Regions from separate parts of the Mus musculus genome. Here region 1 is linked to region 2. The links are chromatin contacts, called in public promoter capture Hi-C maps. All regions are on one chromosome and are shown on one strand. The core of a region is the stretch at or near the end of the contact, and the rest is flanking DNA. Distances in the headings are between cores, read along the strand shown.

Evidence for each region. Promoter capture Hi-C pulls out the DNA fragments that hold promoters and counts their contacts.
Region 1: a promoter capture Hi-C map of embryonic stem cells shows a contact between it and region 2. The contact joins the promoter of Foxi3 here to the promoter of Eif2ak3 in region 2. A contact is called at or near these places in 3 of 39 promoter capture datasets (cranial neural crest and embryonic stem cells), 3 of 484 Hi-C or Micro-C datasets (embryonic stem cells and nephron progenitors) and 2 of 115 datasets of contacts at active chromatin or transcription factors (both in embryonic stem cells).

What each region holds. Positions count from the first base shown.
Region 1 is chr6:70,952,994-70,959,461 of GRCm38.p6, forward strand. It overlaps Foxi3 (forkhead box I3), which reads left to right and starts at 3,613. Exons shown (of 2, transcript NM_001101464.1): 1 at 3,613-4,207. The coding sequence starts at 3,616.
Region 2 is chr6:70,838,955-70,845,793 of GRCm38.p6, forward strand. It overlaps Eif2ak3 (eukaryotic translation initiation factor 2 alpha kinase 3), which reads left to right and starts at 5,561. Exons shown (of 17, transcript NM_010121.3): 1 at 5,561-6,067. The coding sequence starts at 5,772.

The sequences.
Region 1 (6,468 bases), core at 2,363-4,862, 110 kb after region 2:
GATTTACAAATTGGCATCAGCATATCTTTAAATAACTTCTGCTCTTTTGGAAGTCTAATTTACCCTTAGTGAATCAACTTACTTTATACAGCTATGGCAATGAGACCTTAGGCCCTGGAAGGGTGGGCATAGGATAGCCTGAGCTTCCAGAGTCTCTTGGTTTCTTGGGTATGACTTTCTCTTCTGAAGCTCTGTGAGTGTAGGCATCCAATGTTCACCATGTGTAGACAGTGCCAGAGTCTAGGTTTATTCTCAACATTTGGGGGGAACAGGGTCTCCCTTACCTATATCTGGCTAGCCTGGAACCTACAGTGCAGACCAGCTTAAAACTGTTCCCTTGCCTCAGCCTCCTGGGTGCTGGGAATACAAGCGTGTGCACCACCGTGCCCAGCATGGCTTGTTCTTGAGTTCATAGTCTTGGTTACACCACCTCAGAAAATATTTGCATATCATTGGAAAGCTTGTTCCCCAGCTGCTCACTCCATTTTCCATTACCAGTCATAAATAGATGTAAACCATACATATTTGGTAAGGGGGTGGGGGGACGGTCCCTTCAGGCAGGACGATTGGGCCCACCTGCAATCCTAAACACTCGCAAATCCGAGGCAGCTGGATTGCTGAAAGTTCGGGCCAGCTTGGGCTACACTGCCAGAGGGGGAAAGAATTCAACTTCAGTGAAGTTTTGATTTACTTGAAGGTTGATGCACTGGAGCGCTGACTATAACATGCCAGATAGAAAGCCTTGTAGGAAACACGGGTACAGTGATGGTTCTCGGATTTTAAAATTACATTGGTTTATTATTTATCTGTTTGTTCTCTCTCTCTGCCCCTCTGTCTCTGTCTCTCTCTGTGTGTGTACAACTTGAGGGAGTCAGTTCTTTCCTTCCACTGTATGGGTCCCAAGGACTGTACATAGATCGTAAGCCTGGTAGCATACACCGTTACTCACTGAGCCACCCATGATTTCCAATTTTTGGAAACAACCACATGCAGCACTTGTCCACATTGGTTGGCATTTTAAATGAAGAGCAACCAAGGTCATTTTCAATTCATATGGCCCTGTCCCTCTTCTAGAAAGAGGAGACAATGCCAGCAAACCTATGTACCCATGTTTCTTTCTCTTTCTTTTTTTAATTTTTATTTTTATGAGTACACTGAAGCTTGTCTTTGGACCTACACTAGAAGAACGTGATTTCCAACTACCCCGGGAAACGCTGTAACAGCTGCAAAAGGTCGGTAGGTGGCTCTGCTCCTTTTAAATAAATTTATAAAAGACTCAGAACATGATCTGCTAAGCAGAACTTTTAATCAAAACAATAGACCACATCCTGAAAACTGTGGCCCCCTCCTCTCCTTTAGAATAGATGGGCGGCTTTAAAATTAGACCCAGGAGAACAATCGCAAACTGTGTATGGTTAAGCAATTTGTTAGGAGACCAGGGAAAGAATTATATTGTGAAGAACAGTTACAAAAAGGAAGATAGAGTCTGTCTCTTCATTCTTTACTTCCATTTAGAATGAAAGCAAACTGAGTATTGAAGCCTTCTGAACACTCACTTCCCATGCTTTACACTTCAGGTCACTCTACAGAAACGTTAGTTATTTAAAGTGTGTGCGTGTGTGTGTGTGTGTGTGTGCGTGTGTGCGTGTGTGTGTGTGTGTGTGTGTGTGTATGTGTGTGTGTGTGTGTGTGATTGCCCTCTAGGTCCCCAACTTTTACCTAGACCCTGTCATCTTAGCTTTAGCTCACACCTTTATACTTAAGAAAACGAATACCCAGTAGGGAGTTATAAAATTATAAGTGCTTGCCAAGCTGGGTCATAGTTTTCCACCTTGTTAACATTTCAGGAAAAGCCTCACCTAAAACCAAAGCCATTTGGAGGAATGGGAAGCCTGTTTTGTTTTTTATCTAAATAAAGAAAAATGTGTTTTAAACTAAAATATCGTTAAGGAGTCATAATTTCTCTTTTCAGACTCTTCCAAACGTCTTCAAAGAAGCAGGTGTTTTACAGTTGCAGTAATATCTCTCTGGTTCCAGAAAAGAGGATCGCTTACTTTCAAATGAGATAAACATTTTAGGCTTTCAAGTTTGCTAAGTACATAACTCTGATTTTAATTTTTAAAATTACTTTATTTACTCACTTATGTGGTGCGGGTGTCACAGCGAGTCAAATCATATAACTTTCCCGCGTCGGGTTTTCTCCTTCATCCCAGGGATCAAACTCCAGGCTTTAGGCGGGAAGTGCCCTTACCGTTCAGTCACCTTGTCGACAGACCCGGTCTGGCTTTTGTTTGTTTTCTATTTTGTTTTTTTAAGAGGTAAAAAGTTTAAAGTACAAAACTAAGACAATCATGTACATAAATAAATGTGGGTGCGGGGATTCTTTAGTAATATTCTAAACTGTCAGGCTGTAATCCGAAAATAGAAAAAAAAAGCCACCAATAACTTCGCCGCTTAAAGGAGAACTTTCAGATCTGTTTTTATCAAGAACACCTTTAGAAATATTTTGGATGGTAAAAGAGATAATTTTCTCGCTGTCGTTTTGGGTCGTTGGGTCGACACAGTATTTAGCTAATTGCTCTCCTGATGCTCAGAGAACCCCTTCAAAACTCGGAGAAGCTGAGAATAAAAAGACCCAGGCTATAAGCGCGTCTTGAACTACTTTAAGCTTTCTGCTTTTAAATGTTAATTCCAAAGCCACTTACCTAGCCGTCTTTGCAAATTTACCTTTTGAAAAATAACTGCACACCAAAATTCGGAACAAACCGGGTGAAATGAAATGAACAGTGCTTCCTGATTGTAAACAAACATACGGTTTAACTAGAAAGATGAATCACCACAAAAAGAGACAGTAAAAAAACAAAACAAAACAAAAACTTGAGAACCATTTCACACTTGGCCCAGAGTCGGGAAGAAAGGGTGCCTGTCGGGTTGTCATTCATGCATTCACATCTATTATTTTTGATGGCATGGAGCTGATCGATGGAGACCGAACGTGAGTGCTGTGCTAAATATGAATACTTCGAATGAAAAAAAAAAGTTTTAAAACTTTGGGACTTGTTAGAAAGGGAAGTGGAGGCTAGAGCAAATAAGTAGTCAATCCACTCAAACGGATTCACCAGCTTTTTAGGGACCAGCCGGTCCAGTTGGTGAAGTCTGTCTGTTGTTTCAGTACTCTGCTTTTTAGAGTAGGTTGATCGTACGCGGGCTAAGATGGGAGGATGGAGGGGAGGCGAGAAGGATGGATGACCAGACCGTAGGACAGGAGGGCCGGATAAAGGAAGGACCGATGGACGCTTTTCACCTTGACTCCGGAGCTAGCAGAAAGCAGCGGGGACCAGGCAGGCGGGGCAAAGGAGGCTGCATTCTGCTCCCGGGCACATGGGGCGTGGCGAGGGCGTGGACTGTGGAGCCTTGGTCGCCCAGCCTCCCAGGTATAAGAGACGCGGTACCCCCGCCCTCGGCGAGCTCCTCAGCGCTCCAAGTCGGTAGTCGCAGCGGAGGCCAGGGCGGGCCGTAGGGTTGGTCCGCCAAGGGATGCTCTCTCCGAAGTGCCGTGGCCAGCCCCGCTCTCCCAAAGCCGCTGCCGCTCTGCACCAGCCCTCGGTCGCCGACATGGCCCTGTATTGCGGCGACAACTTCGTATACTCGCAGCCCGCCGCCGCGCCTGGTGCGCCCCCGACCTCCAGGGCACCCTATGGGCTGTCCGACTACGCCGCACCGCCCGCTGCAGCCGCCAACCCCTACCTGTGGCTCAATGGGCCCGGCGTGGGCGGCCCAGCCTCCGCTGCCAGCTACCTAGGGGCCCCGCCGCCGCCTCCCGGAGCTGCGCCCGGACCCTTCCTGCAGCCTCCAGCCGCTCCGGGCACCTTCGCGGGCGCCCAGCGGGGCTTCGCGCAGCCCTCGGCGTCCGCACCCGCCTCGCCCGCCGGCTCGGCAGCCCCTGGCGAGCTGGGCTGGCTGTCGATGGCCAGCCGCGAGGACCTGATGAAGATGGTGCGACCACCCTACTCGTACTCGGCGCTCATCGCTATGGCCATCCAGAGCGCGCCTGAGCGCAAACTCACCCTCAGCCACATTTACCAGTTCGTCGCCGATAACTTCCCTTTCTACCAGCGCAGCAAGGCCGGCTGGCAGAACTCCATCCGCCACAACCTATCACTCAACGACTGCTTTAAGAAGGTGCCCCGCGACGAGGACGACCCAGGTGAGGATGGTTGGGCAGGTGCTTTCCGGCCGCGAAGCCGCGCACTTATAGGTCCTGAGAGCCGGAGCCCAAGATCCGGTCTGTGCGCGACCGTGGGGCCTTCTCATTACTAGAGCGGAGAACATGAGGGGTTAGTCACCCAAACCTGGTCTGGTAGGGATGCAGGAAACATCAGATCTCCACAGAAGACATGGTCCCTCACACTCAGAGCAGAAGCTAGAGGGCTAAACCAAAAAGTCCATACTCTCAAACAGGAGGTCGATTCAAGGAACAGCGTAAGTCACAGGAAGATAGATCGGACAGGGACAGGGACTCTCAGAAGCAGGGTGTTACAAATGATGAAAGAGGACATTGGGCCTCATTTCCTCCTTTGAATTCCTAAGGATCGATCTCCCTTTGTGGGCTAACTGAGGTTTGGGTAAGTTAAGATACGAGCACCCCGAATTGGCTTCCTGCTAGTCTCAATCCTGTACCTTGAGTGAAGAAGACTGCATAGGGCTGGGTTCTGAGTACTCCCTTACCTGGCAGAGGGAGGTGGAAGAGGAGTGAAGCTTACCAAGAAACAGATTCTTGCTTGAGGCTTCTTGAATGAAGCCAGAGCGGTTGTATTGGGGGATGGAACCCAGGGTCTCAGATATGCAAAGGATTAGCTCTACCATTGAATTACACTACTCTGTAGAATTCACTCTGGAGCAGTTTTCTAGTGCTGATGCTGTAAAGTGCAAAGTACATTTAAAAAGTTAATGTGATTAGGCATACCTTATCATTTAGGAGGTAGAGACTGGAGGATCAGAGAGTTCAAGGTCAGCTTCGTAGACTTTCTCTTAAATCTCACATTCTGTGTATGTTTTACAACACATTTTCATTTGGATACATCAGGTATCTTGATGATAGCCATTAGTGCCCGGTGGTGACACTTGTACAGGACGTGCAGTTTTTGACGATGCAACTTCCTGACTTAGTCTCTAAACCACCCAAGATTATTATATCAGTTGTCACATGTATTCCTTTGAACTTTAAAAAGTTCAAAAAATATTGTATCTGGGAAAGCTTTTTAAAAAACTACCAAATGAAGTGGACATTTCGGGATATGTCAGTAGGACTCAGTGGGCAGTGATGGCTTGAACCAAGTATTTGGAGGTTGGGGGTGGAGCTCAAAAAATACAGCACTTGCCTGGTATATTGAGATCTTGGGTTTACCCTCTTGCACTGGGAGAGGATGAAGAAAAGATAGTGATACCAAGATGGCTCAATAGACCTATCCAGATAGTTACAGATTCATTCTCTCTCTCTCTGTGTGTGTGTGTGTGTGTGTGTGTGTGTGTGTGTACACTCTTTACAGAGGCAAAGACAGGCATATCTCTTGAGTTTAAGGCCAGCCTGATCTACATAGCGAGTTCTGGGATAGGCAGAGCTACATAGTTGAGAGAGAGAGAGAGAGAGAGAGAGAGAGAGAGAGAGAGAGAGAGAGAGAGAAGGTTAGGAGACAGTCTACTTTAACGCTGCTTCTCCATGATGACAGTTGTGTGTGTAACTGGGCATATACAGCAGGTATCCAGTCTGCACCTCATCTCTCATCTGAAAATGAGGGCTGTGGTCCTGTTGCCTGTCTCCACAGAGCTGAGAGACATCTGAGCTTATCTATGAGAGCAGTCACTGCAAAGCAGTAGGTTAAGACCTTGAAACAGCAAAGGCCAAGTTAGGAAAAGCTGTTTGGGGGAAATCCTTCTGAGGTGATCGAGATATGTCCCACTTCAGTTATAGGAGGGCATTTCTTTCCTACAGAAGGCAAGTCTCGTGTGTATTTTAAATGAGTGCAGAATTTTCACAGTGGACATCTTGATCTTACAGGGATGTATTCTATTCAGTGATGAACATGGGAGGTTGATTCCCAGTTTTCTTGTTCTGCAGACACACATCAGTTGAATTGTTAAGACTTAGTTGATTGCTGGGTAGTAATTTTTTTTAACTACCATTTTGACACTGTCGTTTTAAAAAAATGATATTCTTTTCAGTTGTAGGACTTGCATATTTTTTTCAGAAAAAGTTGTAGTAAATCTGTTAGCTGTTGTGCCAGCTACATCATCAGTTAAGCCCAAATTAATTTACTGTATGTTAACTTACTGTTTTAGCAAACAAATGGAAGATCATGGTTTAAGTAGCATCAGAATTTTGTAATTTTGCAAGTTTACATGGCTTGGATCAGGAGTTAGAGAAGGTGGCAGGTGTCTCAGAAATAAAATTAGGTCTTAGGATGTTAA
Region 2 (6,839 bases), core at 4,311-6,810:
GATCTCCACAATTTACAGCAACAACAGGTTATATGAGAGGAGTCTCAGTGAGAATCCAGTATTGATAGTGTAGCAAAAGTCAAAGACCTAGAGCCATTGGCTCATAGCAATGAACATTTGCAAAAAAAAAAAAAAAAAAAAAAAGCTGTTTGGGCAAAGGGGTGTACTGTGTGACACAGTTTAGCTTCCACAGTGAGACTGACACAGTGCTTGCTTGCTTGGTTTATTTGTTTTCTTGGGGGGTGGGGGACATTGCAAGATTGAAGGGCAGATGTGGAGAGTCTGGGAGATGAGTGGGAGGGGAGCATGATGTGAAATTCACAAAGAATCAATGAAGAGTTTAAAAAATGTCTCCTCGAAAAACTGACCAAGGACTAGACTCAGTGGTGCTCACTTTCAACCCCAGCACAGGGAAGCAGAGGCACGTGAACCTCTGAGTTTACGGCCACCCTGCTGGGCTACATAGCAAAGACTTCGTCTCAAAAAATATGGTTGACCACAGGGCACCTGAAGGCACGCTTTAGATTGCTGTCTATCTTTCAAAAATGTTTTTTTACATTTTTAAAATGTATTTAGTGTGTGTGTGAGAGTGCACACACACACACACACACATCCTAGTGTTGAAACATTCATGTGGAGGACAAAGAAAAATTCGCAGGATTCTGTTCTCTTTCTGCCATGTGGGTCCCCGGATCACACTCAGGTAAACAGGTCAGGCAACAACTACCTTTACCTGCTGAGCCATCTCAATCAGCCCCAGATTCTCTGTCTCTTGACTGCAGTTTGTATTTCTGTGGAGATTCACTTGTGTTTATTCCCAACAGTTATGATACAACGTACTGTATTTACTTTAGTAACACCCATAACAACTGTCCCCTCCACTTTCAGTAGAAGAGCCCTGCTTCTACTTGGAGTGACAGTAATACTTCTCCATGGCTGTTGGAAATGGTCTGACCTATGCTGTGCAAATATGAATTCCCTTGTTGAACTTCTATTCTTGGCCAAGGGTGAATTCAGGTAGCTACGTGCTCTTGACCTTTCCCCAGAAAGTAAAGAACTGGTGCTGAAGTTGCTCTCCCAGAGACTGTGAGGTGACAAGCAGAATGCCACTCAGGCAGGAGGGAAAGAAAGAGCGCAAGTCTACATCACTGTGGGGGCTGTCGTGCTGCGGAGAAAAATAAACTCCTTAGTCACGGCCCGAGAGGCTCTTGTTATTTACATTCGGACATAATGTCAAAGACTCGGACTCTCTCTCTTTTAATGGGATGAGTTTGCAGTTTATAAGTCCCAAATCCATCTCACAGACCTTTTAAACCAAGCTTGTTTTAGATCTTAATTGTTCAGAGAAGCCCTGGCTCAGGACACTTTCAGAGCTTTCTTTTCCCAGCCTGGACTCACTGCTGGGCTGTTCTGCCTAGTGCCCACTTCCTTCCATGACCCCCAAACACGCAGCCAGACCCAGGTTCAGAGCCTCCACCTATCGCCATGGTGTGCTAGGCCAACCTAAAGCTGGCAGGCTTCCTTTTCTGCCTTTCACGTTATTACCCCAGTCAGCTGCTTCTGAGTCATGACTGCTTTCTTTTTTCCAAAATGGAAAGATTTCCTTGTCATTTTCCCAAGTACCAAGCAAATGGTCCCTGTTAGCCGAGTCACTGTTCTCTTATGGCACTTCAACCATCAGAGCGCTTATCTTTATTTTTATAAATAAATTAAACATATGCCTAAGCACGAATGTCTGCCTAGCTTCAGGAGAACAAGGACTACAGCTGTTTTGGTCACATTCTTATTAATTAATGCATTAATTAGGTGCCACAAGATACTCCCTAACTTCTAATGAAATAAATGTATGAACAACAACAAACCATTTACATCATTTACAGATAGCGAGCAGGCTCCCAGCTCATTAGCTTTCATTAATAGCCTTCTTCATACCCTGATCACTTTGTGAAAAATTTACAAAACCAGGAAGACAGTCTCCACTAACATAGAAACATCAGCTCATTTTAAGTGGGCTGTTATAAGCTGTTTAAGAATCGTTTTTCAACTGATGCTAGTTTTCTGGCAACTTCCTCATGTCATTTGTTATAATCTATCACATATTTTTGAGTGAGCAATTAGTCAACTAATTGGGTTGAGGTTTTTTAAAAAAAAATCTGCTTTATGTTTCAAAATAATTTTTCTCCATGGATGCCTCCTAATCTCTGCATTCAGAGTGGCAAGCCGAGCTGTTTCTATGTCCTCAGACAGTCTAGGATATTGCTTCCACAACCCCCCTCTATCCTTCTTTCCACTTGTTTATTTCCTCTTCATCCTGGAGTATTTATTGATTCATCCGATAAATACTCGTTAAATGCTTAGTTCAACTACTTGAACTTAAAGCTGCATTGGTGAGCAAATGATCAGAAACCTTACATGCAAATAGAGGTACTCGGGCAATTGACATAAAAATAGTACACGCAGCATTTAAGTCCAAGAGAAATAAAGCAGAAAGAACATAGGGAATGAGGCTGTAAGGATTTCAGTTCAAATATGGTGGACAGGAGGTGCCTCGTTGGGAAGGTAATATAACTTTGAATAGCATGAAAACACATCTTGTGGGTGTCCAGATGTTTTATATTGAACTCTGTCCCTCCCCACTACATCTGTATGCTGAAATCCTAACCCCTAGTATCTCAGAACACAATTTGGATGTAAGAGCTCCCAGGATATGATTAAGTTAACCTGAAACCCCAGTGTGGGTTCTAATCCAGTATAGCTAATGTTTTACCAAGAATAAAAAGAAAGGAAGGAGAAGTTGCAAAGTGTTTAAAAGTGTGCATTGCTCTTGCACAGGACAATACTTTGGTTCCCAGCATTCACATCAAGCAGCTCAGAACCACCTGTACCTCCAGCTCCGGGGATCATATGCCTTCTTCTGACCTCCACAGGCACTGCGTGCGCTCACACATACAAACCTACACAGAGACCCACATACACACATTTTAAAAATAATTAAAGTGAAAATTTTCACATTAAAATTTACACACACACATAAATAAATAAATAAATAAATAAATAAATAAATAAATAAAATGGTATTCTCCCCGCTCCAATTCCTCCTCACCTCCTACTCACCCAACTTCAGGTTTTCTTTCTAAAATAAAAACAAAAACAGGAGGGAAAAAAAACACCAAAAATTAAAGCAGACAAGCAAACTGGAAAAAAATTAAGATAAAGACCTCTAAAACAAAACAAAAAGCACAAAAAATTAGCATATGCTTTGTCTTAACCAGGTAAGTACTCCTAGGCATGGGCCCACCCTGGAGTGTGGCTGATGTACTACCCAGTGAAACTCCATTGGAGAAAACTAATTTTCCCTTTCCCAGCAGTTATCTTGCAAATAGTGTCTTGCTTAGGGGCGGGACTTTGTATCCACCGACCACTGTCAGTGCTGGGTTTTGGTCTGGTTCCAGCCTGTGCAGATCTTTTGTATGCTGTCAGTTTCTGTTGAGTCCATGTACACATTAGTGGCACCGATGTTCTGGGAGTGGCCAATCACTTTTTGATTGGATTTAAGGCCCACTCCATAAGGTAGAACCCATAGCTGATGCTGACATTGTAGTGAAAACCTGAAACTAGACAGTCACATACTTAGGGGCAAATCTACTATTATTATTGTTATAAGGACATAGCAATAAAGCGACTACTGATGACATATTGCTATATCGTCAGTAGAGCACCATTCACCCTCATCAGAGAAGCGGCTTCTTGCAATAAAGACAGAAATTAACAAAGAGATCCTCAACTGAACAATATACAGAAAGTTGGGTACTCTGGAGCTCTCAGTCCTAAATAGGATATCTGTATCAAACCTCTCCCCACAAGGCTGTGTTTTGCACAGAAAAGATGGGAAGATTGTCAGAGTCATAGGTAGCAGGTAACTCCAAGGGAAGAGTTTCTTCCAGACACAACAGTACCAGTATACATACGAGCTTAAAATGGAATCTTTAAAAATAAATAAAAAGAGAAAGGGACCATATGAGCAGAGGAAAGTTCACATGAAGAAGCAATAGAGTAGCCATCTAACAAACCAAAAGGGGCCTCAGAAGAACTCGATTCTGATGGCTCCCGATGGAGGAATTCTAGCCTCTAGAACACATATGCTAGAGGGAATTTGCTATGACAGCCCTGGAGAATTAATATACAGGGCAAGAACTTCCGGTCCTTGGCTTTCATCCTAAGCAACACAGGGTAAGTTGAAGGTCATATCCTGCCCTGTAGGGAAGCAGGAAAACAAGGGACAAAATGTCTCATAGAGGAAAGGCTGAGTTCCACAGTGGAGGACACTTAGGAGGAAAAACGGGACTCCTCTTCGAATTTATTAAAACCATGTGAGTGAATCAGAGCAATCTGGGTGGAGCTGAGGAATACTAATGCCTGTGCAGTGTGTGTGAGATGAGAGAGGACAGGAAGACAAGGCGCTTTAGAGATTTGTTGTACAGAAGAGAGAAGGAATGTGGTGAGAACTAAAGGGAGAAATGGGTTTATAGGGATTGGGGCTGAGTGGAAATTAAGTGTGCTTCATGCAGATGGAGACCAGCGTACACAAACTGCCAACATCATTAAAAATCTTCCCAGTGTTTGGTTGGTGTTCTGAGTACACTGCTGAAGGATGCAACTTCTTACTCTTCCACACACCAGCTCTGAAATCTTCAGGGTATTCGCAACTACTTTAAGAGAATTTTAAACGCTTTGGTCAAACATTTGAACCTTCCCCACTTTGGTCGTTGTCGTTCTATTTCTCCTGAGGGCAGTGTAAAGCATGCCAAACCAACCGGGAGACTTAATAAATTTTTGTGACTGTGTGACCTTGTGCAGATTACTTCAAGTGCGCCAGGCCTGGGATCCTCCTTTATAAACAGGTTAAGAGGCGTTCCGGGCGCTCTGGGTTATCTGTTCTACAGATCACTGTCATCTCTATCAAAGCTGTAATTGTAATTCTTAATACCTTCCTAGCCACAAATTGGGCAACTCCTGAACTTCTAAGGACACATGACCTGTGCAGTCACTTTCCCCCAACTCTCATCCCTTCTTTCCAAATAAATTCGGCTTGGGAATAGCAAAAGCATCTATCCCTTTAAGATCAGCCACCTCCCGGCCACCCGGGACTCCTTTCCACTCTTCTTCCTTTCACAGGGGACGGTCCTCTTCACACTCAGAATCGGCCACGTACTAAGTGCCGCTTCCAACCAATCAAGAAGCAGTTAGCTCAGGCCTTTGAGGAGCATCCACTTTCACCAATAATCTCCAAGCTTTTCCCAGCGCCTCACTTTGAGGGGCGAGGCCAATCAGGGAATGGACCAATCCGTTCCAGAAGTGGCATTAGGGAACTGAAATGATTCACCAATCGCCTAAGAAGACTCTGGGGAGGGGCATTTCTCATTGGCCGTCGTTCCCGGAAAAGGGCCGGACTGCCACAGGGAAAACTACAATTTGATTGGTAGGTATAATGTTGACAACAAGGAACGCGTCTGCCTGGCTCGGAGTGGCAAGGCGCGCAACCAATCGCAGAGCAGACGCACGGAACCCTCGCTCAATGGGCGATGTCTGCACAAGGCTGTCACTCAGGTGGCAGTGGCTGAGACGTGGCCGGGCAGCTCTGCTGCTGCGGCGCGAAGTCGAGAGGCGGCGGGGTCCGTGGCGCGCGCTCGCAGTGCTCCGAGGCTCCGAGCGGCGAGACGGGCGGGCGCCGACGGCAGGGTCTCCATGCCCGCGCGTGGGGCGGGCCGCTGATGGAGCGCGCCACCCGGCCCGGGCCGCGCGCGCTGCTGCTGCTTCTGTTCCTGCTGCTGGGCTGCGCGGCGGGGATCTCGGCGGTCGCGCCCGCCCGCAGTTTGCTTGCTCCCGCGTCGGAGACAGTGTTTGGCTTAGGGGCAGCGGCCGCCCCGACTTCGGCCGCGCGGGTGCCTGCGGTGGCAACGGCCGAAGTGACCGTGGAGGACGCCGAGGCATTGCCGGCTGCCGCTGGCGAACCGGAGTCACGCGCGACGGAGCCCGATGACGACGTGGAACTGCGGCCTCGCGGCAGGTGAGAGGTTGGGAACTAGGGTCGGGGCACCTCTCGCAGGGATGCGAGTGACTGCGGACAAAGCAGAGAGCCGCGACACCTTCCTGTCCCACTCTGAGCGCCTGCCTGGTCCTGGCTGTGGGAGGGCAACAGCATCTTTAAAGGAGGATGAGGGATGCCTGGAGAATGCAACACCCGGCTTAGGGAAGAAAGTCACTTCCCCGCTTTCATTGTTTTCGGGCTTTAACCATATGCACTTTACACTCCCATTCCCAAATACTTGACTCGTTCTGTCCTGATTCTGTTGCGACAGGTAAAACGACTTTCAAAAGAGATGCCTACATTTATCCTTCAAATACAAGTCTGTTGTGGCTCCTGGTCGAGGGTTTTGATTTTCTGTTTCTCTAATTGAGATATGCGGGAACACCTGCATCAGAATTACCAGGGGGATGCTGGTTAAATGGACAGTTTTCTAGGCTCCGCCCCGGTTTTACTAAACCAGACCTTTTCTGGGTAAGAACAAGCACTCTCAAGAGCTCCGAACACACTTAGAGGTTAAAGTTTAAGGAGTGTGCTTGGGTTCTTTTATCCTAGCAGCTTTTTGATATTTAAAGGGGGTTAGCATAGTTTATTTCAGTTGGATTTCTTAGCCTTATAAACATACAAATTCAAGAGACAAGTTTTAAAGCAATTTTCAAAGTCTGCACAGAATGTAAAATACTTTAATAAAGTATTTTTCAGATAGCATGTGTGGAGAAAGTGGCACTATTTAATAGAAAGAATGCTAAAAGAG